7 separate regions of the Mus musculus genome follow, and regions 1, 2, 3, 4, 6 and 7 are each linked to region 5. A link is a contact called in public Hi-C, HiChIP or PLAC-seq and promoter capture Hi-C data. All regions are on one chromosome and are shown on one strand. The core of a region is the stretch at or near the end of the contact, and the rest is flanking DNA. Distances in the headings are between cores, read along the strand shown. Region 1 holds the start of Nmnat3 (nicotinamide nucleotide adenylyltransferase 3). Region 2 holds the start of Atr (ataxia telangiectasia and Rad3 related). Region 3 holds the start of Copb2 (coatomer protein complex, subunit beta 2 (beta prime)). Region 4 holds the start of Faim (Fas apoptotic inhibitory molecule). Region 5 holds the start of Slc25a36 (solute carrier family 25, member 36). Region 6 holds the start of Xrn1 (5'-3' exoribonuclease 1). Region 7 holds the start of Mrps22 (mitochondrial ribosomal protein S22).

Region 1 (3,955 bases), core at 454-2,953, 1.2 Mb before region 5:
TTTAAACTATAATTCATAACAGTAGCAGAATTACAGTTCAGAAGTGGCAATGAAATAATTTTTATGACGAGGTCACAACGTGAGGAACTGTATTAAAGGACTGCAGGAGCAGGAAGGCTGAGAACCACTGGCCTAAATGCTAAATGGAAACAAGGCAGCTTCCCTCACAAGGCTCAGAGTCCGCATGGTAAGTGGCCAACCTTGCACAGGCTCCAGGAGAGCAGGTCTTGTATCTGGCTTCTCCTAACCCTTAGTGTCAAGGGAAAGGCATGAGCCAAGTGTTTCCAAAAAATGGTTAAACCAGTCCTCAACTTAGAGAACAGGCTGTATTGTGAGAGTTTACTCATCTGTCAGAGGGGAATGTACTAAGGCGGGGGGGGGGGGGGGGGAAGCTTACTCTGAGACAGACACCTCAAGTTCAGTCTTGAGGAGCAGAGATACCTTCACCCCTGCTGTGCCCGCTGCTGTCTGAACAGCTCTGGCAGCTGCTTCCCACAAACCCATTTCCTGGTAGTACAAGCAGTCCCATCTTAGAACAGTGGCTTAAGAAACTGCCGAGGCAAATGCCCTGATCAAAAGCAACTCGGGTAGGAAGCCTTTATTTGCCTTGCTCTCCCAACGTCACAGTCCCATTAATGATAGAAATCCAGGCAGGGGCTGAAGCTGAGGCCATGGAGGACCACTGCTTCCTGGCTTGTTCTCCAAGGCTTGCTCAGCCTATTACAACTAAGGACCACCACTGGGGTGGGGGACGTGGGAAAGGGTGTGGTGGAATCCCCCACTGTGGGCTGAGCCCTCCTACATACATCAGTAATCAAGAAAATGCCCCCACACCCTTTTGGTCAGGTTAGTCTAATGGTGGCATTTAAAAACTCCAAGTTCTCTCTTTCCAGATGACTCACTTGTTGACGTCGACTAACTAGGACAGGAACTCGCAGGCACCAGCTCTCTGCAGGACGATCCCAAGGGAACCTCCTTCCCAAGCCTTACTTTATGTCTGGAATTCCGTCATTCACGGGGTAGCTTTAGCTCCAGCAGGTTTTGCTGACGGGAAACGTAATAAAACTTCTCCAGCACCCTGCGCTTTTATTTACTTATCTTAAAAATTATCTCCACAGCTCCTACTAATTTGAACTGTCATACTTTAATGTGTGTGGTTTGCCTTTGCTGGAGGTCTCCTCGCTAGTCTGTGCTCTGCGGGGCAGCACGCTACACGTGACAATCGCTGGAACCCCACTTAGGCCAATAGAAAGAGAACACTGAACAATACGCTGTAATTGTCACACACTTACTTTTAACTGACTGTAAACGTGCTGCAGGGGGGATCCGAACCCGTGTCAGCTCGAGCCAATCGGTCAGAAAAGTGACCGTGGGGCTAGCGTGGTTCTGCGCTCCACAGCCATCTGACTCTGTCGTGCGCGCGCGCGCCCGAGTCGCCGCCCCCGAGAGTCACGTGGGCCTGGTAGGTACGCGGGGACTCAAGGCTTCGTGGACACCCACGCGGGCGAAGCAGGCAGCCAAGGTCGCTGGCTGTGCTTACCTGCGCGTCGCGGGGCTCCGCTCAGAGTCAACAGGGACCGCGGATCTGCTGCTCGACCAGGATGGGTCACCCCGCAGATCGCCCTAAGACTAACTAGTCTTGACCCAGGCTGGGGGCGGAGCCGCGAGTGAACTTGACCTTGCGCTCCCAGCTTCCTGCTGTGGGCGGAACTCCCGGGAGACAGAGCGGAGCTTTGCCCCGCCCCCTCAGCGACCTAAGACCACGCCCCGTGCCCCGCCCCCGCTCTTCAGGTCCTCAGTAGATTGTCATCTGTGGCCTTTCTGCTCTGTGTTTTCATTTTTTACTTTTTTTTTTAGTTTTGTATTCTGTTTGTTTCTTTCATCTAACTTTCACTCTGGTTTTTAAAAGCCTGAATTAAAACCATATCAAGCAATGTATGAACAGTTCTTAAAGTATAAAATAGCTACTTACAATGAAAGAAACAAGCCCCTCCTGTTCTGCTCTACCTAGAGCCCTTTTTCATCAGTCCCTTCCTTGGATGGTCACTTTTTGTCGCAAAAAAAAAAAAAAAAAAAAAAAAAAAGAAAGAAAGAAAGAAAAAGAGCTTACATAGCGATTTCTTGATTTATCTATTGACTTTCTGCCATGTTAGATGAGGATTTACTCTTCCTGGGCCCCTGCTTCCCTCTTCTGACACATTTACACCTCTATTCTCCAGCTCTGCCTTGGTGAGGATAAAGGTTGTGGGGGGATGGGGTTCTGAAGCTGGCACAGTTTGGGGGAGGGGAAAATGGGGGCTATTTTAGAAAGAAAATACAATTAGGACTTTCTGGCAAGTATATTCATTCATACTAAGAAATTGCAACCGAATCCTTGGAGATTCAGGACCTACTCCCGGAGGTCTTTGTGTAATTTAGAACCTTAATTTGCCTCGCTAATGCAGAGTAGTTTCTCAGCCTCCCATAACCCTCTATAACTGCCCAGCCCTCACAAGAAGCTTCACCGTGGCCTGTCAATCCTAATGGAGTGAGTTGCAGGGTGGGGGGAAAAATCAAGGGTGATGTCAAGGCTTGTGAATGCTAAACATTTAAGCTCCCCCCTCCTCCTAGCCACAGTGATAAATCAACTCCTGGGTGGAGAGCTAGCTCTGGACCCAGTTTCTATCCCCAGTCTCCCATGATATTCCCAGGCTCTTAGGAAGGGCCACACCTTTGCCATTAATCAGTATGTGGGCACACAGGTAGCCCCACTAAGAAACCAGGGAAAAGATACCTCCCCACTCAGGCAGTAGACCCTGTGCCCTTTGCGTTTCTTCTGGGAAACTTAGGGTACAATGCACCTCCATAAAGTGACCCCAAGCAAGCAGCTTTACCTACTCAGGTTTCAGTTTCCTTCCCTGTAATCAGTAGAAACAACCCTCTACCTCGATGGCTTTGGAGGAGGTTCAAGCAGCACGATAGTAGCTAAGTGTACAGTGTCCTTTGGATAGTTTCTTACTGATGCCAGCAGCGTAGGTGGTGTGTCACAAAATTTGGAGGCATCTGTGAGCATATGTAGTGTACACACTCCTACAGGTTGGTTTACTTTCATAAATTAACCAAAGGCCAAGTCTTTCTGAGTCAGGACCCGGGGCTGTGGAGGCAGAGACTAGACACAGCCAGCCAGAGAGAGCCTGAACAATGACTTCTCCTTCAGAGGAAGATTTCCACCCTGCATCATGGAAGACTGAGGCCTGGCTGAAGAGAAGACTGGGTGAGAAGCACTGTGTGCTTTGGGAAGGCAGCACAAACCTTATATAACAGCCAGGCTTTAGCTAACATAGCGGGGAGAGGCAGGCCTGAGAAACCCAGGCTGGACCGAAGCCTAGCTGCTTTTATTCTGAAGGGGAATAACAGGATCCCCGTCACAGCTGGCTACTCCATCATAAGTAGAATGGGAGCCTCTGGGTACATTTAATTTCTCTATGACCCTGTTCACTAAAGGAAGACATCTAGAGATACCATCACAGAAAGGATTTGATGGAGAATATGTGCTTGAGTCTCTCCTAAGTAGACTATGGTACGTGCAGTTGAGTGGAAGTTTATAAGGTATAAGATTGCAGGTAAGTAGAATAGTTTAGAGGGCAGGGCAAGTGCACAGTGAGGAGGCATTGTTAAGCCAGCACTCCCCTGTAACACGTGATGAGAATCAGCATAATCTTGAAGGAATAGTCTACAAAGCAGTATGCCAAGCATGAACATGGCTTGGGATTATCCCGCCCAAGGGAAATCTGCAGGAGGCGAGTCCCCAGGGAATAAAAATGAGCTGACAAATTAGCCTGTGTTTTTTGAACAGTTCTGAAATGATTTCTAGGCATGAAATTACCATTACCAACATGAGATCAGCATTTGGATAACCGTTCTCTCTCTGCTCCTGTCTTCTGTCAGTTAACACGTTCTGAGGATGTCTCCCTCA
Region 2 (3,772 bases), core at 94-2,593, 1.3 Mb after region 5:
ACGGTACATGAGTTAAGGACAGGGAACAACCTCAGGTGTTGGTCCCTGCCTTCCAGAATTTCAGTGATGACAAAATTTGTATTATCAGTTTTCCAAAATCACTTTATCTCATATACTTTTAGACAGAAATTACTAAATTCAAATTTTTAATGATTTTTTTTTTTGCTCCCACAAAGTCTATTTGCCACATTCATGCAAAGTAAAAAAACAAACATACAAACAAAAAAACCCTTCAGACAGTACAAAAGTGGTCTTTTCATTTATCCTCTAATTTAGGTTTTCGGTTTTTGGTATGGCCAACAGGAGGAAATGAACATCGCTGCGGTGCAAAACTAAAAGGAAACTGATAGCTCACAGACTTAAGGTCAGCACTAACTCTACGTGCAAACTTTCCAGCCTGAGAGAACCGACTTGAGAACTCAATGGCTGCGGTGTCCTGACAGAGGAAAACCTAGAGCGCAGAAGGGGCGTGGCAAGCGCTAATTTCTGATTGGAACCCGGTTCTCCTTTGACTCTCGAGGTTGACAGAAACAAGGGGTTTGCTTCCCCCCACCCCCTTTTTTCTCTTGTCTTTGTCTTTCCAGAGGCAAGGTCTCACTATTTAGTCCTGGCTGGCCTAGGGGCACCTCTGCCACCCAAATTCTGGGATTGAAGGCGGCGAGCCTCAAAGAGGCAACTGCAGATGAACACCAACGCGTGTTTTAGTTTGGGGGACGCTGTGCACGTTGGACTCCGTGGACCCGTGGCCAGTCCCGGGGACTTCCGACTAGAGTAGCGGGCTGGCCGACGCTCGGCCTCTCTCGGAGGAGAAACCGCCGCGCTTCCCTCAGAAGCGGGGCCGTGATTCCCAAACAAAACCTCAGCCAATGGATTCCGTCAACAACGACCAAAGGACCAGGACCCGGGGGAAGTTTTCGGGAAGCAAACGAGTGTGGTAAGATGGCCAGAAGAGACCCTTCTCGAGGCCAAGCGGGAAGCAGCTCGCGTGGACTGGCTCCCCGCGAGCCGAGCCGCGGCTGCCACGGTCACCCCGGCACGTGGGTCGCCACGGCGCTCCGGCCAACTGCCACTGTGAGGGAGGGAACGGCGGCCACAGGCCGCGGCGCGGGCCGAGGAGACCCGGCGACTCGAAGCTGGCGACGACGCGCGGCCCTACCTGGCCAACTCCCGCAGGGCGGGGATCATGGACGCCAGCTCCAGCCCGTGGTCGCCCATGGTGACACCGAGCGGCTCTCAAAACAGCCGCCGCCGGCGCCGGGCTTCTCCACAGCCGCCTCCGGTGGAGAGGGCGGAGCGTCGACGGAGCCCCGCGAGGTCCAAAATTCTCCTCCCGGAAGCCGCTCTCGGTTGCGGTTGGAACCCTGGGGAAATCCCAGAGGCGACAGGGGCGGAGCCGACAGCGGACGTGCCCGCCCACTTTCCCTCCCAGGCGAGTGCGTGACCTACTCCACGGGTATTTTTTGCTCAAACCTGGATGCTCAGGGAAGCCGTAAGCTAGGATCTGGGTCGGAGAGGGACCTGACGACCCAACAAAGTTAGATATTTCACTATGTTCGAATGGCATATTTAACTAGGTAAGGCCATGCAGTAATCCTTACATTTGCTGTTTAGGACACAAGGGTAATTATTGATACAACCTCCAAAAATAAAATTAAAAAGTGGTGGAATGGCAGCCAGATGCGCTCTGACTGCAAAGCTGTACTTTGAACACCCATCCCTTTGCCCCGTTTCCTTCAGTGATGCCCTGTGACGAGGAACTTTAAGCTGAAGCAAACCTTTTCCTTCCCAGGTCACTTTCCATCATTGTGTTCCATCACAGCAATAGAAACCTAACATAGGACAGGCAACTATGAAAAATAGTGTATCTGCTAAAAAGCAAGAAAAGCTAGCTATTTTGAAATCATGTTGAGAAAGATGACAATAATGACAGAGCTGAGGGCACAGTCCAGTGGAAGAGCACTAACCTAGCTCGTGAGGCTCGGGCACAGAGGACCTAGAGTACTAAACAAACTACAGTTAAACGATTTTAAAAAAGAAGGCATAGTTGCACATGCCTACAATCCCCTTACTTTGGGTATAGAGGCAGAAGGATCAAGAGTTCAAAGCCATCCTTAGCTCTATAATGAGCTCAAGGGCAGTCTGGGATACAGGGGAACCCTGTCTCAAAAAACAAAACAAAACCAAAAGCCACTACCACCACCACCAACAACAACAACAACCCAGTATGTAATTCATCACTGAGTAGCACTGCAGTTCTGAAGTGCAGGACCCCAAACAGCAGAGCTCTGGCAAATCTAATCCAAAAAGCAATTTTTGAAACAATTATTTGTTTTTCACTTTACATTCCAATACCACCCCCTCTCCTCCCAGTGCCGTTGGTGGGCCACCATGGGCAGTCCACATATGTCCTAGGCTATCTGTGAATATGATCCAACACAACTGAGGGACAGCACCATCACCCAGTGTCGGTAAGTGGTAGGGAGGTACTGATAGCTCTCCACAGAGTGACAATAAGCTGGCCACAGCACTACATGGCTATAATTCTAGCACTTTAGAGGCGGAGGCAGCATGGTAACCAGCTTAAGCCGCCTTAGGTTACATGGTGAGGCACAGTCTGAAACAATAGCAAGAGCTAGTCAAAGCTACCCTTGAGTTTGGAGGGGGGTGCAAATCAGAATGAAAGGAAGCTGGCAGCCATTTATCTGGACAGCCTTAGTGATACACCAATAAATGAGAGGCAGATGCCAAGGCCAGTGTCGGTCCTCCCTCTGAGGACTCTCTCTCTCTGCCAAACTCTGCAGAAGAATTTTTCGTAAGGCTGATTCTATTTTCATCTCCCATTCAGTCCTAACCCAGTATTTATTATACTCTGCCCTTGTGTCCCTCCCCCTCCCTGCCCTAATTCTCCCCAGAATCACCAACAGTTTCTCTTTTTCTCCTGTTGCTGCTGTTGTTGTTGCTTATTGAGATTGGGTCCCCCATAGCCCAGGCTGGCCTTGAGCTCACTATGTAGCTGAGGATGACCTTGAACTGCTGATCTTCATCCCACCTTCTGGGTACTGGGATTACAGGCAGGTGCCTCTATATTTAGTTTACATAGAGCTAGAGCTAGAGCTCAGACTCATGGTGTGGTGGTTTGAAGGAGAATGACCCCCAGAGGCTCATATATTTGAACACTTGGCATCCCCAGTTGGTGGAACTGTTTAGGAAGGATTGCTGGAGGAGGAGTGTCACTAGGAATGGGGGCAGGTGGACTTTTAGATTTCAAAAGCCAATGCCATTTCCAATTACTTCTTTCTCTCTCCCTCTTCCTCTTCCTTCTCTTCCCTCCCCGTTCTCCCTGTCTCCCCATTCACTCGTCTCTCTTCCCTCTGTCCAGTGCTTGTGGATCAAGATGTAAGCACTCAGCTAATTCACCAGCGCCATGCCTGCCTGCCTGTCGCTTTGGTCTCTGCCATAATAGTCATGGATTCCAACCCTCTGAAACTGTAAGCAAACCCCCAATAAACTGTTAATCTCTAAGTTGCCTTGGTCATAGTGTCTCTTTTTCCAGCAACAGAACAGCAACTAAGACTCATGCCTTCCTTTATGCTAGACAGACACCTAGACAGACCTTCCAGATGATCTTGGAAGCAGCCCCACAGACTGGGATCACACCCCTGAAATCTTTCTCTCCTTTCAAAGCTGCTGTAAGGAACTGACAGGCGCAGCTAGCTGTGGTCAGGAGTCTCACAAGCCTGCATGCCTCTGTCCTCACAGCACTCATAAAAAA
Region 3 (3,704 bases), core at 907-3,406, 1.5 Mb before region 5:
GTCTCCTCTCTCTGTGTGTCTGTTTGACACATGTACTTCTAACTGTTCTTCATTGTTTGCTCTTCACTTCCAAAACCAGCTTTAGGCCCGTGCTCTAACTAGTCAGTTCTCGTGAGAACACCTCCACTGTCATGCAGCCCTGCCCATCTCTAACATACTCAAGCCACCATCTTTAAATCACAAGCTAATCTCAGGGGAGCAAACCTTTTCGATGATTTCTAAATGTTTGCCCCACTAATTACTGTCACAAAATTTAACTTCTCCCTCTCATCTTTGAGTCAACAACAAGCAGGAAGTATGTTATGCCAGGAGCCATAGTGGGATCTTCAACATAACATAAGCCCCCACATCCAAGTAAGTATGTGTAAGTGTGTGGTGTGTGTATGTGTGTGTAAAATAGGATTGTTAGGATAATCCTAACAAGGTTTTCAAATTGATTTTTCAAAATGGCTAGGGATCTCTGAACTACCTAGTATATAGCTGCACATACCCCAAAGTAAAGACACCCATTTTAAAATGTGCATTACTGCAGGCAAGCGCTCCTGGAGTCATACTTACCATCCCAGTCATGAGTGTTTTAAAGATATCATACCAGGTCTTAGACGATTAAACTACTCACACTGCATCCTCAACTCCAGACTTAGTTTAAATGCCACTGCCACCATTATGCCCTTTCTGATTAGCCTAGCCAGAGGATTCTTCCCCATCCACGTACACAGCTCTTCTTGCTTGTGGAGTGGTTTATTTCTGAAGGGCAGGCTCAGTGCTTATCCAGCTCCTTCTCTCCACACCATATGTATTTGGGAATACGGGAGGAACAGGTAGTATAGATGAGGTCCACAGTCTTGCTAGAAGCCTCAGCTGCAGCGCTCATGTCAGACACATGGTAGTAAGTTTAATTAACACCCAAGGTTTGACTTGTATAACAGGGATAATAATAATATCTCTCTTAGCATTCTGAGAATTAAAATCAGAGTTCAGTTAGAGCAGAGCACGGCTTATAGTAACCACCATAAACATTACTCATAATTATCCACAGGCTGCGGTGACAATCAGCTGGTAAATGTTTAGCAAAATGCAGGACAGTGAAATGCTCCTATGGTGAGTGAGCAAATAAATAAAGTCATGTTTTGTACTTTTTACTCGAGACTTAAAATACAGCCATCTTTTAGTATCTCTGCACATGGTTCCAGTATCCTCCACCAAATCAAAACGCTCACGTTCAGTTATTTAAGTGCTTATAATTTACCCATCACTCCTGGTCATCTCTAGATTAGTTAGAACACCGATACAGGGGTCAAAGTTGTAAAGAGTCGTTGTATACTATGACAGCACATGTTCACACAACAGTTTTCCTCAAATGTCTTCCACCGAAAGCTGGTTCAATGTGTGGGTATGGAACTCACAAACATTGAAGAAGGAAAGTCAATTTTTAATTGACTATTAAAAATATGTCTCAAAACTAAGTTAGGCAGATCTCAGGGCCTTCCCCAAAAAGGTCATCCTCTGTGTGCACAGAAGGCCCAATCAACATCAACTAGAAAACGACGAGCTGGGCTGCCATAGCATTTGAAATTTCACCTCTGGCTCCATATACATTTAACTTTGTTTAGTTCTGGTTTTCCTCTGCTTAAGTTTGCAATGTGGTGCCTGCACACTACCAAACACCTCACGCAACCTGGAAGGTGGGTTAGCAAGCACCACCCTCAATGACAGAATAAAGTGACTTGGTCAAAGTTGCCTTTGGCATCCGAGTCCTGACTCTAGCATTTACTTGCACTACCGGACCCGGTGCAGACTGCAAGGGCACTGACAGGCGCCCTGACCGCCCTGAGAGTCGGGGGCGCCGCTCCTTCGCGGGTACCCAGTTACACTACTGTGTCACCACGGCAGCCTCCCGGTCTGGCCTTCTTCCTCCCAGGACGCCAACGGGACAGGAGGACCCCGTCAGGCCGCAGCAGTAGCAGCGCAGACCGCTTCTAGCTACTGCTCCTAGCCAAGAAGCCCCGGGAACCCGCCGCAGCCGGTGGGCTCCACTCTCTGTCCCCTGAGGCCCGACTTACCATGGCTCCGACTGTCCGAGCGAGCCCCTGCCCGTCACAGGCTCAAGGCGACACACTCAGGAACCCACCGACCCGTGGACCGGCCAACCCACTGACGTGGAACTTCCGGGAAGCGACTCTCGCGGTACTCGGAGCCAGGCTCTGCGCCTGCGCACACCCTCCGTAAGGCGGTCCGTGCATGGTCCCGCCCCAGTTTCCTAGGTAACGCGGACTTCCGCGTCTCCCGCTGCTGAGCTGGCTGATGGAGTGTATTGCTGTGGCCAGAGTTGGGCGGTGACTAGCGGCGGTCTGGGCTGCTCACCTTCGGTCAGTTTCAGAAAGGCAAGAAGATGGAGCGCAGTGCTGGATTCCTGCTGAACGTCGGCAGCAGTGGAGGGGCCCGGAAGCGCTATCCGAACAGCGTGAGCCTCTGGCAGAGAAAAGAAAGCTCTAAAACTGTGTACTCCAGCGGGCTCCGGAACGGGGCCCAGAGCGGTGTCTGGGTCTTGGGTGAAACCGACCGAGGCGGAAAAGATGTGGGCGCGGCTCCCGCCTTTGAGGCTCCGAGGAGCCCTGAGATCTTGGTTCTGGAGGCTCCCGGAGGCAGTCGGGTGATTACCCTTCAAAGAGCATCCACCGGGTCGTTTGTTTGGCTATGTACCTTCAGTTGGTGGTACTGCCACATCACGTAGGAGTCGTCTCCGTTTTATTGATTGGAAATGTAAGACTCAAAGAACTCAGGTTTACTGGCCAAGATGGCATAGTAAGTAGTGTTGTTAAGATCTGGGCTCAGGGGAGAATACGCCCTGGAAGCCCAGTGCTCTATCTGCTATGCCAAAATAGCTCTTTAATAAATTAGTTGAATTTCAAAAAAATGATTGCCAGGAAAAGTGCAAATACATTGTGTATCGATTTCACACACCTTTTAAAAAGATAATGCTATGAAACAAATGGAAGTTGCCCTTAGCTCCTTATAAACCTCTAGTTGGAGAAAAGCCTAGGTTTCCAGAAAGGAATTGTATAGCCTGAGAGAAGTAAGGGTGAGTTTTCATTAGGTAGTGCCTGGCTCTTGGGAGATTTATAGGCCTCAGTTTTTCATATACAAAAAGTCAGATAGTTTTCAAAGATCCATTTTTACTATTCTGTCAGTAAAAACAAATTTTCTCTCAGTAATGAGATTTTTACATAATTGACATGAATAATCACATAATCGCATACTGTAGCGCAACCAATTGCAAGAATTAGTTGAAACTTTTTAAAATGTGAACTATATCTAGTGTGGAGAATAGCTGGGCTTCTATTATTTTTGATTCCTTAATTCTCTTTGCATTTTTAATTTGACACAGTATCAATAAATATAAAATAAAATAACATCTCCATTCCACAGAACCTGTTGATAATACTTAAATCTATATAACACCTGTAGTTTACCTGCTGGAGAGTTAAGCCCCCACCTGCCGTGCTCATTTTGTGTCTCCATCTTTTGCTGCTGCAGGTCAGCAACATCAAGTTCTGCAATAGTGACTATGATCAGCTCTTAGCCAGGCCATAGCGTACCCATGTAACCACAAACCTTGAAGATCTGCGAGTTCAATACCAGTTTCTGCAAGACTCTCTCTCTCTCTTTTAATCTTTTAAAACTTATGTACTGAATTTCGGCTA
Region 4 (3,743 bases), core at 1,064-3,563, 1.9 Mb before region 5:
GTTATATAAAATATAATAAAATAAAAGTTAATAAAATATAAAGGAGTAAGCAACTATCTGACAATTTCTATTTATAATTGTGAGTGACAAATTGGCAAAACACAAATTCACAAGTCAATACAAAATTAGCTTCTGTGTTTGTTTATTTTTTTTTTCTGTAGATATGGTCAAATAAGAAAAAGGCTGCCTTAGTGAGAGTCCGCAAGCATTTCAGTTTTCCCTGTTCATATATCCACTGTTTTTTAAGCAAGACTTAAGATTTGTTATTATTTTTATCATTTTGTGTGTGTATGTGCACATATGCACACGCTCCTGTGCACTTGTGCACACATGCACACATGCATGTGTGAGTACAGGTACCCGTGGAGGTTATAAGAGGGTAGCAGATTCCCTGCAGCTGGAGTTGCATGTGGTTGTGAGCTTCTGCGACTCTGTTCTGCAAGAGCAGCAGGCCCCCCTAACCTCTGTCTCTCCAGCCCCCAAAGATCTATAACTCCTTTAAAAAGACGAACAAACAAACAAAAAACTATAAACCTTTTAACAGTATTCATGGCTTCTGAAAGGCGGTGAAGCACGGAATCCTGTGCCACTTTCAAGGAGAAACTTTTAAAAGTGCTTTCTACACAAGGATTAAACCTTGCTACAACCCAGTCCCACAATTTCCACAATGAAAAGTTGTAACAAAATCATTGAGCTCACCTCTGCTAGACTCTCTCCCTCATTATGGGGATAGCAAAGTAACAGAGGCCTCTTTAAGTGACACCCCATTGCTATTCCTAATCTGTTCAACTTTCCAGCAAGGCCACAGGCACAGAGTGTAAGGAATATTTTTTTCCACAAGATCCCATCTGGAAGTGTAATTCGCATCAATAAATCTCATATAACATTTAAGAACATGTTCAAAACACCTCTGCAAGGGTCCTGCTTTGGGATTCCACTACAAGTTTGTTTTTTTGTTTGTGTGTTTGACCGGAAGTTCCAACAGTCTTGTGGCTTGTGATCTTACACACTTCAAGTTCAGTACTTTCAAAGCTCATTGGAGTTGCTCTCTTGGCCCAACAGGGTTTTTTCTTAATTTACTTTGGTTGTGATCAATATAATTCATATTATACCTTGTTATTATACCTTCATATTACCACTTGTTTCACACCTGTGTTCTGACCCCACCACTCTGTCCTAAGCCTCACCATGACCTGCACAGGTCTGCTTTTAGCAGAAAACCTTATATGGAATAACAACCCCCAGATCACTAACGATGATTTTACTATATACTGTATTTCCAAAATCCATTCGGTATTTCAGAAACGGTGCTTATCTAATCTAATTATGATGACGTCACCAGACACTAACACCGCCCACAATGACATTTACATGAGCATTGGTTGCAGTACAAGGCAATTTTCAAATTTTCAGACTTGTGTTTACTCGCTGTTACAGGTGACAGATTGAATGCAACGTTAGATGGTTAAACAGCAAAACAACTCAAGTTACCTGTCCCACCATCTTCCACCTTGAGTACAGCGTAATTTCGCTGGGTTTCATTGAACCAATTCATTCTATACCTGAGACAGGTCTCCAAGTCAGCCTTTGCATGAGAAAAACAACAGAATTCTAGGAAGAGACTATAGAATCCCACTCTGCCCGCTGTAAGATAACAGGCTCCTTCATTAAGCAACTCGAGTTGAGCTTATTGCAACACTAGAGCGATTCAGGAATAAATCTGTCCCTAAAGCCAACCTCCACGAAGGAAGTAGCCACAGCCAGCAAGGATGCTGCAGTGAGCTGCTCTCAAGAGCTCCCGACCACCGAGCGAGGTTAGCTCGGCCTCCTACAACCCCTGGAGGTACGTGTAGGTAGGTACTTGTAGGTACCTCTCCGGGGTATTTGGGCCAAGGGCCGCCTGGGACGCAGTCAGGAGCGGCACCGAGACTCGGACACGTCCGAAGCCCGAGAACTCCGGACCGCGCCACGAATACTGCGCCGAGGCACCGGAGGGTCCGCAGCTTCGGGTGGCCGCCCCACACCCCTTCTTTCCGGGGCCTCTTGCCCTGAGCCCACACTGCGGCTTGCTGTCTGCCGACCGAGGCCTGGGCACCACGCATCTCGGAGCCCGCTCGGCCAGGCCGAGCTGGAAGCGCCCGCCGAAGCTGCCAGCACCGTCTCCCGCGCTCACCTGCTCCGCGCGCCGCCACCGGCTCCCGATCCCACGACGTAGTCAGCAGCTCTCGCGGCCGCGCCCACCGGGCTCCAGCACCCGCATGCCGGGCGCCCAGCCTCCTACTGCCTTCCGGGCTCAACGAGACCCCGCCCACTGCCCTACTGCGCCTGCGCGAGTGCGAGAGCCCTTTTCAGAGGCTCCGCCCACGCTCCGCGCGAAAACCAATTCCCGGTGTCCGCCTCCATAGGCCCCGCCTACCCTCCGCTTTGGGGCCAATCCTGCTCCTGCTGTGCGCCGCTCTGCGCCCTTGTGCACAGTTGAGCGCTCTGCGGTGCGCCCTGCTGCGCCGCTGCTGCCCCTAGGCCCTGTGGGTGTCACTTTCTTGTTTGTTGTGCAGGTCTGACAGCAGCTTTTGTAGCCTTCCGGATAACCCGCACCTCCGGGAGAGGCAACTCGTCCGCTGAGACCCTTTGTTCCCACTGCCCTGCCGGCCTTCCATTCTCTGCTATAAGAACGGTCATTTTAGGTGGAAGAGTCCAGCCTTTGAAACCCTCTGTACGACCACAGGGGTCGTTTGGCTGCCGAGCCTTACACCTAGCCCAGAGGTTTTTGCTCGCCTTGTCTCCCTATTTTATATATACTTCTTCCTTTAGTGAGATGTTTGAATTTCACTTACTGACAGACAAACCTTAGGGAAAGAGTATAGAGTTCAATAATATAATAGGGCGTTTAGTTATCCTGGGTGAGGTCGTGGGTTATGTAAATTATTTTTAGTGTATATAATACATATGTACAAACACACAACCACTGAATTGTCCCTAATGCTATTGTAAAGTCTCAGACAAACAGGTAAGTAAGTAATGTCGGATAGAATCTACAGTTTCATTTATATAAAGGGAACGAACCAATGAGAGATTTTTTTTAAGTCTGATAAAGATTTAATTTGGGAGTGTTTGTGCCTGTTTAGTTGATATTTAAGAGAATCTCACTACGTAATTCATAAGAGCCTCACACTTGGATTCCAGACCCTCCTGCCTCAGTCTCCCCAGTGCTTGGATCACCATGCCTATCTACCCAGCCCTCAGGAGGTTGAAACAGGAGGATTGCAAGTTCCAGGCTACCCTAAGCTTTATAACTAAGCCTTGTTTCAAAAAACTAAAGTAGTAAAATTTAATGAAGCAGAAGTTTCAGGCACGGTATCTGCAACATTAAAGAACACTGGTCTACTTAATATTCTGAAATTTCTGACTGTCATGGCAATAAATTTTTTTTAAAGAAAAGAATAGACAAATGGGAGAGAACTGGACAAAACAGATGGCAGACACATTGTACCCCTTACATAAAAGAGTTTCTATGAATAGATTTTTAAAATGCCAAATGGTGTTTTTCAATTATTGGTGAAATGTTCAAGTAGGATATTAGAAGGACAGGGAATATAAATGGTCAATTTAAAAAGACCTTTTCTGATTTCTAGCACTGAGGGAAAAAGCTTACTCTTACCATGGACTCAACCAACTGCAACTCAAAAATCTTTTGTGAGGTCTAAGAGTTGCCTAGCATACCCGAAGCCCTCAATGTAAAACTC
Region 5 (3,942 bases), core at 61-2,560:
CCAACAATAATAATCAGATAAGGAACACTCTGCACTGCTGAAATGCTTTAAGTAATTTACACACTCAGTCCTTTACAGTGGCATGGACATTTGCAGTCTGTACGTTTTGTAGGAATTTAGTTGCCGGACAACACGGAGAGAGCTAAAGCAGTTAGAATTTTGTCAAGTTGTGCCCGTAAGTGGCTCTGGAAAATTTCATGTGGGCTGGAAAGGGTGATGGGGCCCCTGCAAATGGAAGGGCAGTTTTATGGGGGAGGGGGATGAAGAGAAAGAAATAATGAGATATATTTCTGTTCCTTCTGTGTGATTAGCATATTGATATCTATTTATTTTATTTTGACGATTCATCTGTACCTTGCAAATAAGCAGTTAACAAAAAATTGAAATAATGGCCATTTTCTAGAGAAAGAAAACTTTCCCTAGTCCAACATATACATGTAAGAAATGTGTTGATTAGTAAAATAAGTAGCTGGTTTATTCCTGTAGTAAACCTTCACATTTTAATCTACTTGCCTTTTATTGAACACTTTTCCCTCATGTGACTCTACCTTAGACCTGTCAGGAATTCTCCGTCAGCATTCCATCTCAGGAATGTTCCACAGAGTGTGGACCGCCTTTAATCCCTTCACTTGGGAGTCTAAGGCTTGCACAGGTCTCTGAGTTGGAGGGCAAGCCCCAGAGAGCAGCCAGGGTTGGTCTCAAAGTGAGATTTTGCATCTCTTTCCTGACCAAAAAACAAAAAACAAACAAAAAAAAAAAACCAAAAAAACCCGATTTATCTCGCCACTCCACAACAGATCCCAATTTAACGCTTATGTTTAATGATCATGTTTAATGCCGTGCTGTTTGTGAGAGTGCAAGCGAGTATATTCGCACAAGTGATTTCCAAGGCAAACACGGGGAAACAGAAAGGCTCAGTTCTAAACCCAAAAACTTGCTGTGGCCCTGGGCCGCTAGGGTTTTATCCTAGATCGTCAAGAGCCGGCCAGCGCAGGTTAAGTGGCGAGGGCTGAGCGACCTGCTGATCAGCGCATCGGATGAGAGTGCGAGCCGACCCACTACGCACCAGCAAGCATTCCCGTCCTGCCCCACGGCCCTTCATTGAAGAGCCCCCTGGGCGATCACGTGAAAGAGGCGTGCGAACCTCGTGACGTCACGCGGCCTAAGCCAATAGGAGCTTCTGTTTATGTAGGGACCTCCGACTCCTCACGACTCTCACTGCGCAGTCCGACGGAGCTCGCTGGAGCAGGAACCCCGTGGGGTGGGTTCGCGGGTGGCCTTCCGCAGCGGCGGCTCCGCCCACTCCCTTGCGTCCCCCTTCTTGGCCCTCGCCGCTGGCCGTGGCGGCCTGCTGGGTCCGCGTCCCGCCTCTACTCCCGGAGGACATGCAGAAGAGAGAATGAGCCAGAGGGACACGCTGGTGCATCTGTTTGCCGGGGGGTAAGGTCGCTGGGGCGCGCGGGCTGGAGGCCACGGGCCTGCGAAGGCCACGCCGAGCCTGGGCGGGGGCAGGGCGTGAGTCGCGGCCTAGCTCGTCCGGTACTGCGCGACAGCGGAGGCACACGGACCCGGACCTCGCGGAGGAGGCTCGGCCATGGCGACAAAATGGGAGCAGGCTCGGCCTCCCCGTCCCGCACGACTGGGCCTCACGTTGCCCACGTTCGCGGGCGACCTTGTTTCCGGCCGCCGCTGCGCCTTTGCTGCTGGCCGGCGTCGTAGCCGGCGGGGAAGGCGTTGCAGTGCTCGCCCGCGGTGCGCAGAGGTTATTTCCAGCTTCGGAAAATTTTCTCTCCCTTGCCTGCCCCGGTTTGCGGGAGATGGTGCAAAAGTGGCAGTGACTTTGAAATCAATCAATCTCTCTTTCTTTTCTTTTCTTTTCTTTTCTTTTCTTTTCTTTTCTTTTCTTTTCTTTTCTTGAGATGGGAAGGCAACCCCCTCCCCCCCCCCCCCGACCCTTCAGCACTGCCTGCTTTGGAGAAGGGGTATGGATGGTTTGAGAGAAGGCGACTACTAAATGAAATCATTATATATGTGTACAGGATTAGTGTGGAGCCCGAAGTCTGGTTTGCTGATCCCCCAGCTACAGCCATTTTGCTGAGCCAAGTTTGTTCCTCCATTCGATATGTTCCTTCCCAGTTATTTAGAGAAATAATAGAGCAACGTTAAGACTTTTACCTGCAAGACTATAAAGTTGTCACAAAAAATCGCTATGGTGAATTAACTTTTTAACCTATATAACAGAATAAAGTAGTATTTTAAAGTTTGGTGGTTTGATTCTTGGATCAGCCACTTTAAGGGATACATACATATATGTATGCATTCTTTGCATGGTTGTTTGCTTTGAGTTAATGTGTGGAGATTCTGTTGCCAATATGACAGTACTTTACATTGTTGTCACACATTTCATTCAACATTTATGATTCACCAATTTTGAACGGTCCACTATTCTGCCATTAAAGCAACTACTAATTTTATGAGGAGCAGTTTGCCTTTTGTGTTTCTAAAATGCTTCCTGCCAGTAAAGGGCTAATTTAATTTCTGCAGTACCTGTACTTGGCACCTGCTAGTCAAGTTCTCTGCCACTGGGCTCCATCCTCGGGCCCTTAGAACATTTTTTTTTCTGTTGTTTTGTTTTTGTTTTTCGAGACAGGGTTTCTCTGTGTAGCCCTGGCTGTCCAGGAACTGACTCTGTAGACCAGGCTGGCCTCGAACTCAGAAATCCGCCTGTCTCTGCCTCCAAAGTGCTGGGATTAAAGGTGTGTGCCACCACTGCCTGGTCCCTTAGAACATTTTATTAATCTCTCTTTCCCTCTCTCCTCCCCCCTCTTTCTCCGAGTGTGTGTGTTGGGGGGGGGGGCGGAGTAGGAGAAAGTAAGGATAGCATCTTGTAGTTGGATTTCTACTTGTAGTTAGATCTTCTGAAAGTTAGAAGACCATAGATGTAGTTCAGGTTGGTATTTTAATTTGTTTTGAGTTAAGAAATAGAAGTCTTTAATCACTTCTCCTGTAGAGCAGAGTTGACAATGGTCTCTTCTAGAGCCCTTGCGTGGCTCCTTTGTTATTCTTTGTCCAGGCATATGTGTGTGTGTAAGTTTTGTTAAAGCACATGCATGTGTAGGATATAAATGTTAGTCTGAATGTGGATTTTTCCAGTTGTACTAGGACATCACTGTGTTTATAAACACTTGTGAAGTTAGGCCATTCTATGTAGGCTTTTTGTTTCAGTTGAGAGCTGGAATGGAGAATTATTATGTACGGGATTCAAAAATATCAGTTCATTTCTTCCACTTCTCAAGAAGTCTAGTACGCACACAGTAGTAGAATGTTAAATGGGGCAAAGTACGTGTGTTGTGACTTCCCCTCCTTCCCATTGCATCTCATATTCGTACATAGTGGTTCCATATGTACATATACTCTGTAGAAGCAGTGTTAGGTGATAGCAAAGGGCATTTAATCAAAATACAGAAAACATACAGATGTCAAGACAAATACCCTAAGTTCAAACACTTTCATGCCTGTAAAATGAGGACTAAGTTATTGTAGACGTCTTGACAGTTACACAGTACATGAATTCTGTTTTGTGTAATGTTCTGGCAGTGTTGTATGTACTGAACATAGATAGATAGAGTTCAGGTGATGTTGGTAATGTTCTTAATTGAACATGTCTAAGTTATATATCAAAATTGTTTATTTTGGCAATAATTTAGTGTGTTCTTCATAATTGCTAGGTTTGTTTATTGTGATAGAATTATATACACTAGGAGTTGTGAAATTCACCGTACTACAGGAGAGGTGTGTCTTTGTAGGCTCTCTATGCCTGGGCTTCCTCACATACAGTTATTCTTTGGATTATGCTCAGTATACCTTAAAAGAACCAAGAGTAACCTTTCATAGTGGCATTTACTCTTAGGCCAGGGTTTTCTTAACACGGGAGCCTTTGAG
Region 6 (4,254 bases), core at 613-3,112, 1.2 Mb after region 5:
GTGCTCTATGCTGCTCCCGGCTTTTATGTGGGTGCTTGGGTCCTTCCCTCCTAGTCTTCCTTTTTTGGTCTTCTGTTAAATAAAATATTTGTGAAAGGCCTAACTTTGATACATCGAGTTTCTTGTTTTGTCAGGTCTGTGTTCCATGGCTGTCAGTTTATCTACCTACCTCTGCCTGCTCAGTGCTGGGATTGAAGGTGTAGGACACCATGCCCCGCTGACACACCAACAAGTTTTAAAGTTTATTTTCAGTGTAATTTTAAAGCAATCCTTACTTTCAATCTACTGTAAAACTTTCACAAAATCTATCTTGCTTCCCATGTCATGATGTTGCTTTAAAAGACTGTTTTGTTTTTACAATGAAATTCCCCAGGATGGTGAACCCAAGATATTTTTACCAAATAAATGTCTGTGATCAAAGAGCATAGAATAAAAATGTTATTGAACACATTAGGCTAGAAAATATTTATTGATTAAAGATCCTGAAAAAGAAAAACAATGCCTCCATTTTCACTTTTCTCCCTGAAAATAAATACCATCTAAATTTAAGTCAACCAAATTCATACCATCTAATCTTAACTAAAATAAGGGGAAGACAAGTCAGCATTTTCGAACTTTTTATAAGGTTTCTTTTATATGCCAACTTTCATTAGAAGTTAATATCAAAAGAATCCTTTCCAGAGGCTGGATTCTATCTTTAACCTTATAAGTACCTTAAAACAAACAAACAAAAAAAAAACCCCACATAATTGACAACTTCCAGTATTAATACAGTGCTACTTATCACAAATAATTTATTAAGTATACAAATTTCAAAAACGAGTTTTTTTTTTCTGTAAACCAAAGTCATTAAATGTGACATACTACATTATCATTCAAAGTCTAGTTTACCTATTAGAACATTTGGTTTCTCTCCTCCGTCATTCAAACATGCAGATATATTCTAGTATATAGTATATATAAATATACAAATACACACTTTTAGAACTCAAAAAAAAAAAAAACCCGCTGCTGTAGGGTCATTATACACTAAGTGTTAGTAATAATGTTTCGAGATCTTTCTGCCATACTAAAGCCTTTAAGCACCATTCCCCCCACCTCCCCGCCCCATCCCTGCGCTCCATCTAAACGTTTTGTTCGTTTAGACAATAGGGGGGTCGGTCCTGTCTGGGGGCTAACGGGAGCATGAAAAAGTATCACAAACCCAAGACACTAGCTAGCTACAGCAACCGGTCCAGGCATTGAGGTTAAATGCAGCTCTTCACAGCTGGAGTGCTCCGCGATTCCACCACGGGGACGTTAGTGCTTGTATACCGTCTGTTGCTTTGCTTGGGATGAGGGACCCGAGAAGTCGTCCCACACAGCTTCGCAGCCTAAAGCGAAGCTCCAGGTCCGGTTCCCAGGAGGACAGAGAGGGCTCCTTAAAAGCCTTCCCACCAAGGGCTCCTTTGCAAGTCCTGGAGTGCCTTCCCAGGGGGAGCTCAGACCTGCCGCAAGCCACTCTGTTCTGACCTGCCTCTACCTGGTGCGGCTACCCGGGGGCCGCCAAGCCTCCGTTCCCCTTCTCTTCCCCCCGTTCGGCCGCTGACCTGCACCGCGGGCAGCTGGAAGGCCGGGGTCCCACAGCGCAGAGAGGCCCGCGGGCCCGCTTTCTGCGCCGCGGCCTGAGCTCACCCACCTGATGCTCCTTCACCACTTCGCTGAGGCAGGGGTACCGCTCCGAGATCCATCGGTAAAACTTGGGGACTCCCATTTTGACCGTCGACACTAATTCCAGTCGGTGCAGAAACGAAACCAAACACCCCGCCCGGGCCTCCGCCGCCGCCTCCGGCCGTCGCTCGGAGGATGACAACACAAGGTCCGCCAGACCATAGAGCAAACCGTGGGCCTAGAGGGGCAGGACGGCGCTGGTGGGCGGTGGGTCCTGTCTATCCCGCTGCCTCGCTCTTCCATACTCGTTGGTGACAGCGCAAGAGGTGTGATTTGCGCATTAGGTGAGCTCAGGTTTAAAATGCCAGTTGATTGAGGTGTGGACTTGCGGATGGTATAAGAACGTTTAAGAGACAGTTGGTTAGCTTTATGTTAACTTGAAACATGGCAGAGTCGTTAGAAAGAGAAACCTCAACTGAGAAAAACGCTGCTTCCAAATTGGCCTGTGGGAATATTTTGATTACTGATCAATGCGGGAGGGCCCATCTGAATGTGTGCTGCTGCCACCCCTGGGCCGGTGGTCTTTCGGTATGTGAAAAAGGCTGAGTGAACTAGCCAGAAAGCAACATTCCTTCAGAGCTTCTTCAGTTCCTGCCTCAAGTTCCTTTGATGATGGGCTGTGATGTGGAAGTGTAAGCCAAGTAAACTCTTTCCTTCCTAAGTTGCTTTTGGTCATGGTGCTTATAACAGTAATAGAAACCCTAGTAAGAAAGGTATTGGACACTTGCTTTTTGTACTGTGGGCTTGTCCCTCGTGGGATCGTTAAATTTACTATTTTTCAATGTGGACTTGAAAAAGTCTGGTTAGCTTGTGAGAGGAGTAATTCTCTGAGTAATGTAAACCTACAGAAGAGTTTTAATTTTCTAATATTTTAAAGAGTTTTATAGTTTTCCTCTTTATATCTTTTATTAAATTACTTTATTTACATTCCAACCCCCCCCCCCATCCTGACTCCCCCTCCCGGAGTTCTTTAAGCCCTCCTCCCAACTCTGAGAGGGTGCTCCCCCATCTGCTTCCACCTCACATTTCCGCTTAGGTCATCCCCATTGAGTCCTAGTAGCCTCTCACATCCCAGATCTCTGGGACTTTCTAGAGGTTCCCCATGGGCCCTAACCTCCACTGCTGCATGTTGATTAATTCTCCTGGCCCTCTGGGCATCCCTCCTTTCCATACCTGATCCCGCCCCTTCTTTTCCCCTTCCTCTCACCTCTCCGACCCAATTTCCTCCCTCTGCCTCCCATGATTATTATTCCTCTTCGAGGTGGATTTCAGGTATCCACACTTGGGCCTTCCTTCTTGTTAAAGTCTGTGAGTTGTATTGTGGGAAAGAGTAATTTCCCACCATTTCAAGACTCTGGGTTACTCCCCTCATCCACAATTTTTGATACCCTGTTTCAAAACAAAGAAACCAACAAAATTCAAAAAGCCGGTTGTGGTTACTTAGGAGGCATAGGAAGATCAGAAGTTAAAGGCCATCCTCAGGTACATTGTAAGTTCAGGGAGATCCTAGTTGATAAGAAAGCCCATTTCAACCCCAAAACTCAAACCTGTGTGGCATGAAAGTTTGAATCTCAGCACTTGAAGGATGGAGGCTGGAAGATCAGGAGTTCAAGGGCATCCTCACTTACTTAAGTTCCAGACGCATTTGCCCTACATGAGAACTGTCTCAACCAAACAGGACAAAAGCCACTATAAACATTTCTGTTTTGTTTTTTATTATCATGTGACTTTCCTTACAATAAATACTTCAGAAGTTATTGGATTCTTTCCTTTGGCACTGCTTGTCTTCCATGATTAGCGCTTGGACAACATTCATCTTTAGTCAAGAGAACCTTCCATATATATATAATTATGTGTGTGTGTGTATATATATATATATATATATATATATATGGAATGGATATATAAAATGTAATATATATGTATACATTTTTCATCAATGAAGAAGTTATATATCTTTTGTAGGAAAATAGCTGCAAGTGATCATATTAAGTAAATTAACTTAGTCTCAGAAAGATAACATTTTCTTTCATATATGGTTCCTAGATTTTATATAGCTACTTAAAATCATATATGTATATGTGAGATGATAGCAGAGACAACACTAAAGTGTTGAAAGAAACAAAAGAGACTGAGGCAGGGGAACAAAGGAATTGTGGAAGGAATTTGTTAAAAGTATATGATGTATTTGTTTGAAATGATCCTATGTAATCTAGTACCAAGTACAACCAAAATACATCAATGCTAATTAATTAAACATGTTTATATGAATAAGATGCCAAAAAATTGAAATGGATAAAAAGCACACACATGCACGCCCCCTAACACACAGAGTATGTAAAAAAAGATTTTCTAATTATCCTGTCCTTAACTGCTTTACATCAAATCTGAGTAGGAAATTGTATGTTCAGTTTTCACATTTATGTCTTCTGACTTACTACAGTTTACCTCATTATACTTTTACTTATAGGAAAAAATAAGACAGAGTCTTATGGAGAAAAAATTCAGCAGTTTCCCATCTGACTATAATAAATGTATTACTTT
Region 7 (3,945 bases), core at 926-3,425, 1.5 Mb before region 5:
AAAACTGGGGTGATCCCTGATATGTTCAGTGGACAAAGAAAAAGTTGTGGGTTTTACTAAGATAGTCTCAATCACTTTGAAATGAAGGGAGATAGGGTTTTTTTGGGGGGGGGGGCACTTTTTTGCTTTAGAAAGCTGACAAGCCTCAGAAATGACTGTGTAAGCCAGTCTAACGGTCACAGCAGCTCTGGTACTTGTTACTAAGTAAAACTATTCTTAAAGGCAGGGGAGCCTTTGTCAACGGATTGGTTTAGCTCTTGCAGTAAGTGTTCATAGCTATAGTGTCTCCTGTGGAGAGGAGACTCCTTTACAATGGGATAAGCTAGGAGTGACTCCATTTTGTTAAATGAATTTTCACAATGGGGAATGGGGAAGAAAATAGGTGAGGTTAGGAGTTAAGTCTCTCTCTATCCAGCAAATTCAAACACATATTTGTTCAACAACTTTCTTCTGCCAGGCCTAGGGCAAAGTGCTTACTTAAGCTGACTAATCTATGGAAGGAAAAGAATTGCACTCCCTAGTCACCTAGAAAAGAATATAATGAAATCATGTGCCCACTCATCCATCCGTCCATCCATTCATCCACCCACCCACCCATCCATCCATCCATCCATCCATCCATCCACCTATCTATCCATCCATCCATCCATCCATCCATCCATCCATGCATACATCCACCAATCCATCCATCCATCCATCCATCCATCCATCCATCCATCCATCCACCAATCCATCCATCCATCCATCCACCAATCCATCCATCCATCCATCCATCCATCCATCCATCCATCCATCTATGCATCCACCCACCTATCCATCCATCCATCCATCCATCCATCCATCCATCCATCCATCCATTGATCCATCCATCCATCCATCCATCCATCCATCCATCCATCCATCTATGCATCCATCCATTTACCAATCCATCCATCCTTCCATCCATCCATCCACCCATCCATTCTTTCATTCAACAAGTATTTGTTCTGCACATAAACAGTACTAGGTAAAATTATAATAATGTATAGGCATAGCCTTCATGTGGTGAGAAAAATAAGCAGATAATAAGGAGAATGACCAGAAATTATAGAAGGGCCGATGAAGGGAAGGTATAAGGTGATTGGTGGTTATGGATTCAGAATGAAGAACAAACATTTGGGGTGCGTTTGAAAAGTTTGAAAGAACTGCAAACAGTTGGATTTAAACCCGCAAGTGGGGGAAGAGGTCTAGGAGGGCAATACACATTCATTATTCAGAACCATAAAACCAAAAAGAAAAGAGAAAAGGAGCACAGAGGAAAAAAATACAAAAACAAAACAAAAAACCTGTACACACATCGAGAGACTCAAACACGTACTTGTGAATAAGCAGTTGGTGGGATGTTGCACGTGCCCATGTGTTGTTAGGACCCGAACCTAGGGCAAGTACTCTAGTGCTGAGCTAAATTCCAAGCCCTTATTTTGTTTCTTTTGGTTTTTTTTTTGTTTTTTTTTTTTTCGAGACAGGGTTTCTCTGTGTAGCCCTGGCTGTCCTGGAACTCACTCTGTAGACCAGGCTGGCCTCAAACTCAGAAATCCGCCTGCCTCTGCCTCCCAAGTGCTGGGATTAAAGGTGTGCGCCACCACGCCCGACTATTTTGTTTCTTAATGTATGTACTCTTAACATGTATGTATTATGTGTGTATGCATGTGTGTGTATGTGGTATATGTCTTGTATACAAATGATAAAGCTAATACTATAAACAAACAAACAAAAGTAAATGGGCTGGTGAGATTCCTGCTCAGGTTGTAAAGATACCTGCTACCAAGTTTCACCTGAGTTCCATCTCTGGGTCGAAAGAGAGCGGCGACTCTCCCAGGCTATCCTCTGACCTCCACATACAAGTTCATGCGCATGCACACACAAACAAAATTACTTTAAAAAAATTCTTTAAAAAGTTCATTCCCACATCTGTAATCAGAGGTCAGAAAGCGGATTGCAGCGGGTTTGAGGTCAAGACTGCAGAGACTGTCTCTAAGAGGGAAGCGGGGCGGGGCATATAGCTCATTCCATACAGTGCTTGCCTTGCTTGCACAAAGATTTTAGTAGTTTTAAAACGCTTCCGCGGCGCCTTGCCTCCACCCAGACTACATTTCCCAGAATGCTGCACAAAAACCTCTCGAGCCGGAAGTTGCTCTATCGATTCCGGCGCAAAGAGCGTCTGGTAATCATGGCTGCAGTCAGAACACCGTTGTCGCTGTGGAGGTTCCAATTGGGCTCTCGGCGAGCACGGCGGGTCTGTACTCGGGCCACAGCCCAGCGCCACCCCGATGCTCTGCTCGCGACGCGGCCCCAGCCATTCGAGGTGGGGCAGCCTCGCCGCCTGCTCAGCTCCGAGGCAGGTGAGTGACCGCCAGAACTCTGCTGAGCGCCCGGGAAACTTAGAGCTTGCTCTAACGAGTGAAGGCGGCTTGTCAGACTGCGTGCGGCTTCCGTCCGTCCTTGCAGAACTTATCTAAGTCCTCATTCATTCATTCATTCAGTCACTAGTGCTTGCGTGCCGCCCCTTGCAAAGCATTACACTACATTAGCTTGGGGCATGCTGTAGGGTTGACCTGGACTCTGTTATCCCAGTGGCGATTGGCAGAGTTCTGTGATCCAGGCTACGTCGGGCATGGGGGGAGGGGGGGGCGGAAAGCACTTAGCTGCCTTTCAAACTATGTTGGACGCATAGGGATGAATCCCAGGGAAAATACGGGCAACGCTGCCACCAGGCTAACCATGCTAAGGTTAAAAGAACAAGAGGACACCATAATAAGCAGAGGTATAGAGAAGAAACTGAACGCTGGTATTTTGGGGGAACGTATTTTGGAGTTAGGATTGATAATGTCTAAGTAAGTGTCCAGGTTTTGATGGTAAGCAGTTGAATGGAGACTCGTGGCAAGCTAGAGAACATTAATGGTAGAAACAGTTTATGTGGTTGATTTTTGAGTTTGGATTGATGACTCGGTAAAATGAAAATTAAAAAACGGGAAAGGAGGCGGAATTTTGCTTGTTTTGTGTTGAAGTTGAGATGTCTTTGTTATTCCAGGGTCAGTATACAGTTAGATACAAATTGAGGCGCACTGGAGTAAAAAAACGATCACTAGAGTCGAGCAGGTGCGTGAGCTTGTCTCAAGACAGTGTAGTGCTGAGCATGTATATAGTTACTGGAGCTTGTGGGTGACCATGAGAATAAACACAGGAGTTTGGTCTTCAAAGAAACGTTCTCGTTAGTTTTGTGTCAACTTGACACAAGCCAGAGTTATCTGAATGGAAAGAAATGCCTCCATAAGATCCAGCTGTAGGACATTTTCTTACTTAGTGTTTGAGGTGGGAGGGCCCAGTCCATTGTGGGTAGTGCAATGCCTGGGCTGGTGGTGGTCCTGGATTCTATAAGAAAGCAGGGGGAGCAAACCAGTAAGCAGCACCCCTCCATGGCCTCTGCATCAGCTTCTGCCTCTGGGCAACTTGTGTTTGTGTCCCGACTTCCTTCAACGATAGACGACTACACTGTGGAAGTGTAAGCCAAACCCTTTCCTCCCCAGCTTGCTCATGGCCATGGTGACTCATTGCAGTAATAGAAACCCTAACTGGGACAGAGACTAAATCTCTCAGTGGCGGACACAGTCAAACCATGCGAGTTTTAAATGTGAAAGCTTTAAATCATCTTGCTTGCGTTTTTTAGCAGATCACTCTCAAGGAATCTTTGTGGGAATGGTTTGTAGTGAGTTCAGGAAAGAGTCAGAGAAGCCAAGGTAAGGAGCAAGCATGGCTTTGACTAAAGTAATGGCAGTGGGAGCTAGATCTAAAAAGAGACGATTACCTAGTATTCGTTTTTTGTAAAAGTGGGCTAACTGCTTTATAGGGTTGCTGTGAGAGCTGAATATTCTGAGCATGGTGTGTATTTAGCTCAGCAAGCACTGC

What was found. Promoter capture Hi-C pulls out the DNA fragments that hold promoters and counts their contacts. A called contact is a pair of places that touch in the nucleus more often than the background predicts. HiChIP or PLAC-seq counts read pairs in DNA pulled down with a chosen protein or histone mark. Capture Hi-C pulls out chosen DNA fragments and counts their contacts.
Region 1: a contact with region 5 is called in a Hi-C map of B cells, with 8 read pairs. The contact joins the promoter of Nmnat3 here to the promoter of Slc25a36 in region 5. A contact is called at or near these places in 2 of 39 promoter capture datasets (hippocampal neurons and pre-B cells), 3 of 484 Hi-C or Micro-C datasets (B cells, CD4 T cells and the G1E-ER4 cell line), 2 of 115 datasets of contacts at active chromatin or transcription factors (astrocytes and embryonic stem cells) and 1 of 9 other capture datasets (adipose tissue).
Region 2: a promoter capture Hi-C map of liver shows a contact between it and region 5, with 4 times the contacts expected there. The contact joins the promoter of Atr here to the promoter of Slc25a36 in region 5. A contact is called at or near these places in 2 of 9 other capture datasets (adipose tissue and liver).
Region 3: a promoter capture Hi-C map of erythroid cells shows a contact between it and region 5, with 32 times the contacts expected there. The contact joins the promoter of Copb2 here to the promoter of Slc25a36 in region 5. A contact is called at or near these places in 10 of 39 promoter capture datasets (the 3T3-L1 cell line, the C10 cell line, cranial neural crest and 4 more), 2 of 484 Hi-C or Micro-C datasets (adipose-derived mesenchymal stem cells and regulatory T cells) and 9 of 115 datasets of contacts at active chromatin or transcription factors (astrocytes, embryonic stem cells, extraembryonic endoderm stem cells and 4 more).
Region 4: a contact with region 5 is called in a promoter capture Hi-C map of erythroid cells, with 4 times the contacts expected there. The contact joins the promoter of Faim here to the promoter of Slc25a36 in region 5. A contact is called at or near these places in 4 of 39 promoter capture datasets (embryonic stem cells, erythroid cells, hippocampal neurons and 1 more), 2 of 484 Hi-C or Micro-C datasets (CD4 T cells and adipose-derived mesenchymal stem cells) and 1 of 115 datasets of contacts at active chromatin or transcription factors (astrocytes).
Region 6: a contact with region 5 is called in an H3K27ac HiChIP or PLAC-seq map of regulatory T cell precursor, with 12 times the contacts expected there. The contact joins the promoter of Xrn1 here to the promoter of Slc25a36 in region 5. A contact is called at or near these places in 2 of 39 promoter capture datasets (embryonic stem cells and pre-B cells), 1 of 484 Hi-C or Micro-C datasets (B cells), 4 of 115 datasets of contacts at active chromatin or transcription factors (bone marrow-derived macrophages, regulatory T cells, regulatory T cell precursor and 1 more) and 1 of 9 other capture datasets (adipose tissue).
Region 7: a promoter capture Hi-C map of erythroid cells shows a contact between it and region 5, with 38 times the contacts expected there. The contact joins the promoter of Mrps22 here to the promoter of Slc25a36 in region 5. A contact is called at or near these places in 7 of 39 promoter capture datasets (the 3T3-L1 cell line, the C10 cell line, cranial neural crest and 4 more), 1 of 484 Hi-C or Micro-C datasets (B cells) and 4 of 115 datasets of contacts at active chromatin or transcription factors (astrocytes, embryonic stem cells and extraembryonic endoderm stem cells).

The regions. Positions count from the first base shown.
Region 1 is chr9:98,294,318-98,298,272 of GRCm38.p6, reverse strand. Nmnat3 (nicotinamide nucleotide adenylyltransferase 3) reads right to left here and starts at 1,703. Exons shown (of 5, transcript NM_144533.3): 1 at 1,293-1,703. It overlaps Gm46126 (a long non-coding RNA gene), which reads left to right. Exons shown (of 2, transcript XR_001779264.2): 1 at 1-187; 2 at 894-1,076.
Region 2 is chr9:95,855,168-95,858,939 of GRCm38.p6, reverse strand. It overlaps Atr (ataxia telangiectasia and Rad3 related), which reads right to left and starts at 1,343. Exons shown (of 47, transcript NM_019864.1): 1 at 1,157-1,343. The coding sequence starts at 1,215. It overlaps 1700065D16Rik (RIKEN cDNA 1700065D16 gene), which reads left to right and starts at 1,058. Exons shown (of 2, transcript NM_001271569.1): 1 at 1,058-1,433; 2 at 3,380-3,522. The coding sequence starts at 1,184. The coding sequence ends at 3,492.
Region 3 is chr9:98,562,183-98,565,886 of GRCm38.p6, reverse strand. Copb2 (coatomer protein complex, subunit beta 2 (beta prime)) reads right to left here and starts at 2,156. Exons shown (of 22, transcript NM_015827.2): 1 at 2,064-2,156. The coding sequence starts at 2,066. 4930579K19Rik (RIKEN cDNA 4930579K19 gene) reads left to right here and starts at 2,276. Exons shown (of 1, transcript NR_029444.1): 1 at 2,276-3,427.
Region 4 is chr9:98,984,943-98,988,685 of GRCm38.p6, reverse strand. It overlaps Faim (Fas apoptotic inhibitory molecule), which reads right to left and starts at 2,313. Exons shown (of 5, transcript NM_011810.3): 1 at 2,174-2,313.
Region 5 is chr9:97,108,409-97,112,350 of GRCm38.p6, reverse strand. Slc25a36 (solute carrier family 25, member 36) reads left to right here and starts at 1,310. Exons shown (of 7, transcript NM_138756.4): 1 at 1,310-1,440. The coding sequence starts at 1,400.
Region 6 is chr9:95,952,368-95,956,621 of GRCm38.p6, reverse strand. It overlaps Xrn1 (5'-3' exoribonuclease 1), which reads right to left and starts at 1,862. Exons shown (of 42, transcript NM_001311130.1): 1 at 1,679-1,862. The coding sequence starts at 1,753. Gm16794 (a long non-coding RNA gene) reads left to right here. Exons shown (of 3, transcript XR_871036.3): 1 at 1-1,994. It also overlaps a transcript of Atr not described here.
Region 7 is chr9:98,599,909-98,603,853 of GRCm38.p6, reverse strand. Mrps22 (mitochondrial ribosomal protein S22) reads left to right here and starts at 2,175. Exons shown (of 8, transcript NM_025485.3): 1 at 2,175-2,381. The coding sequence starts at 2,210.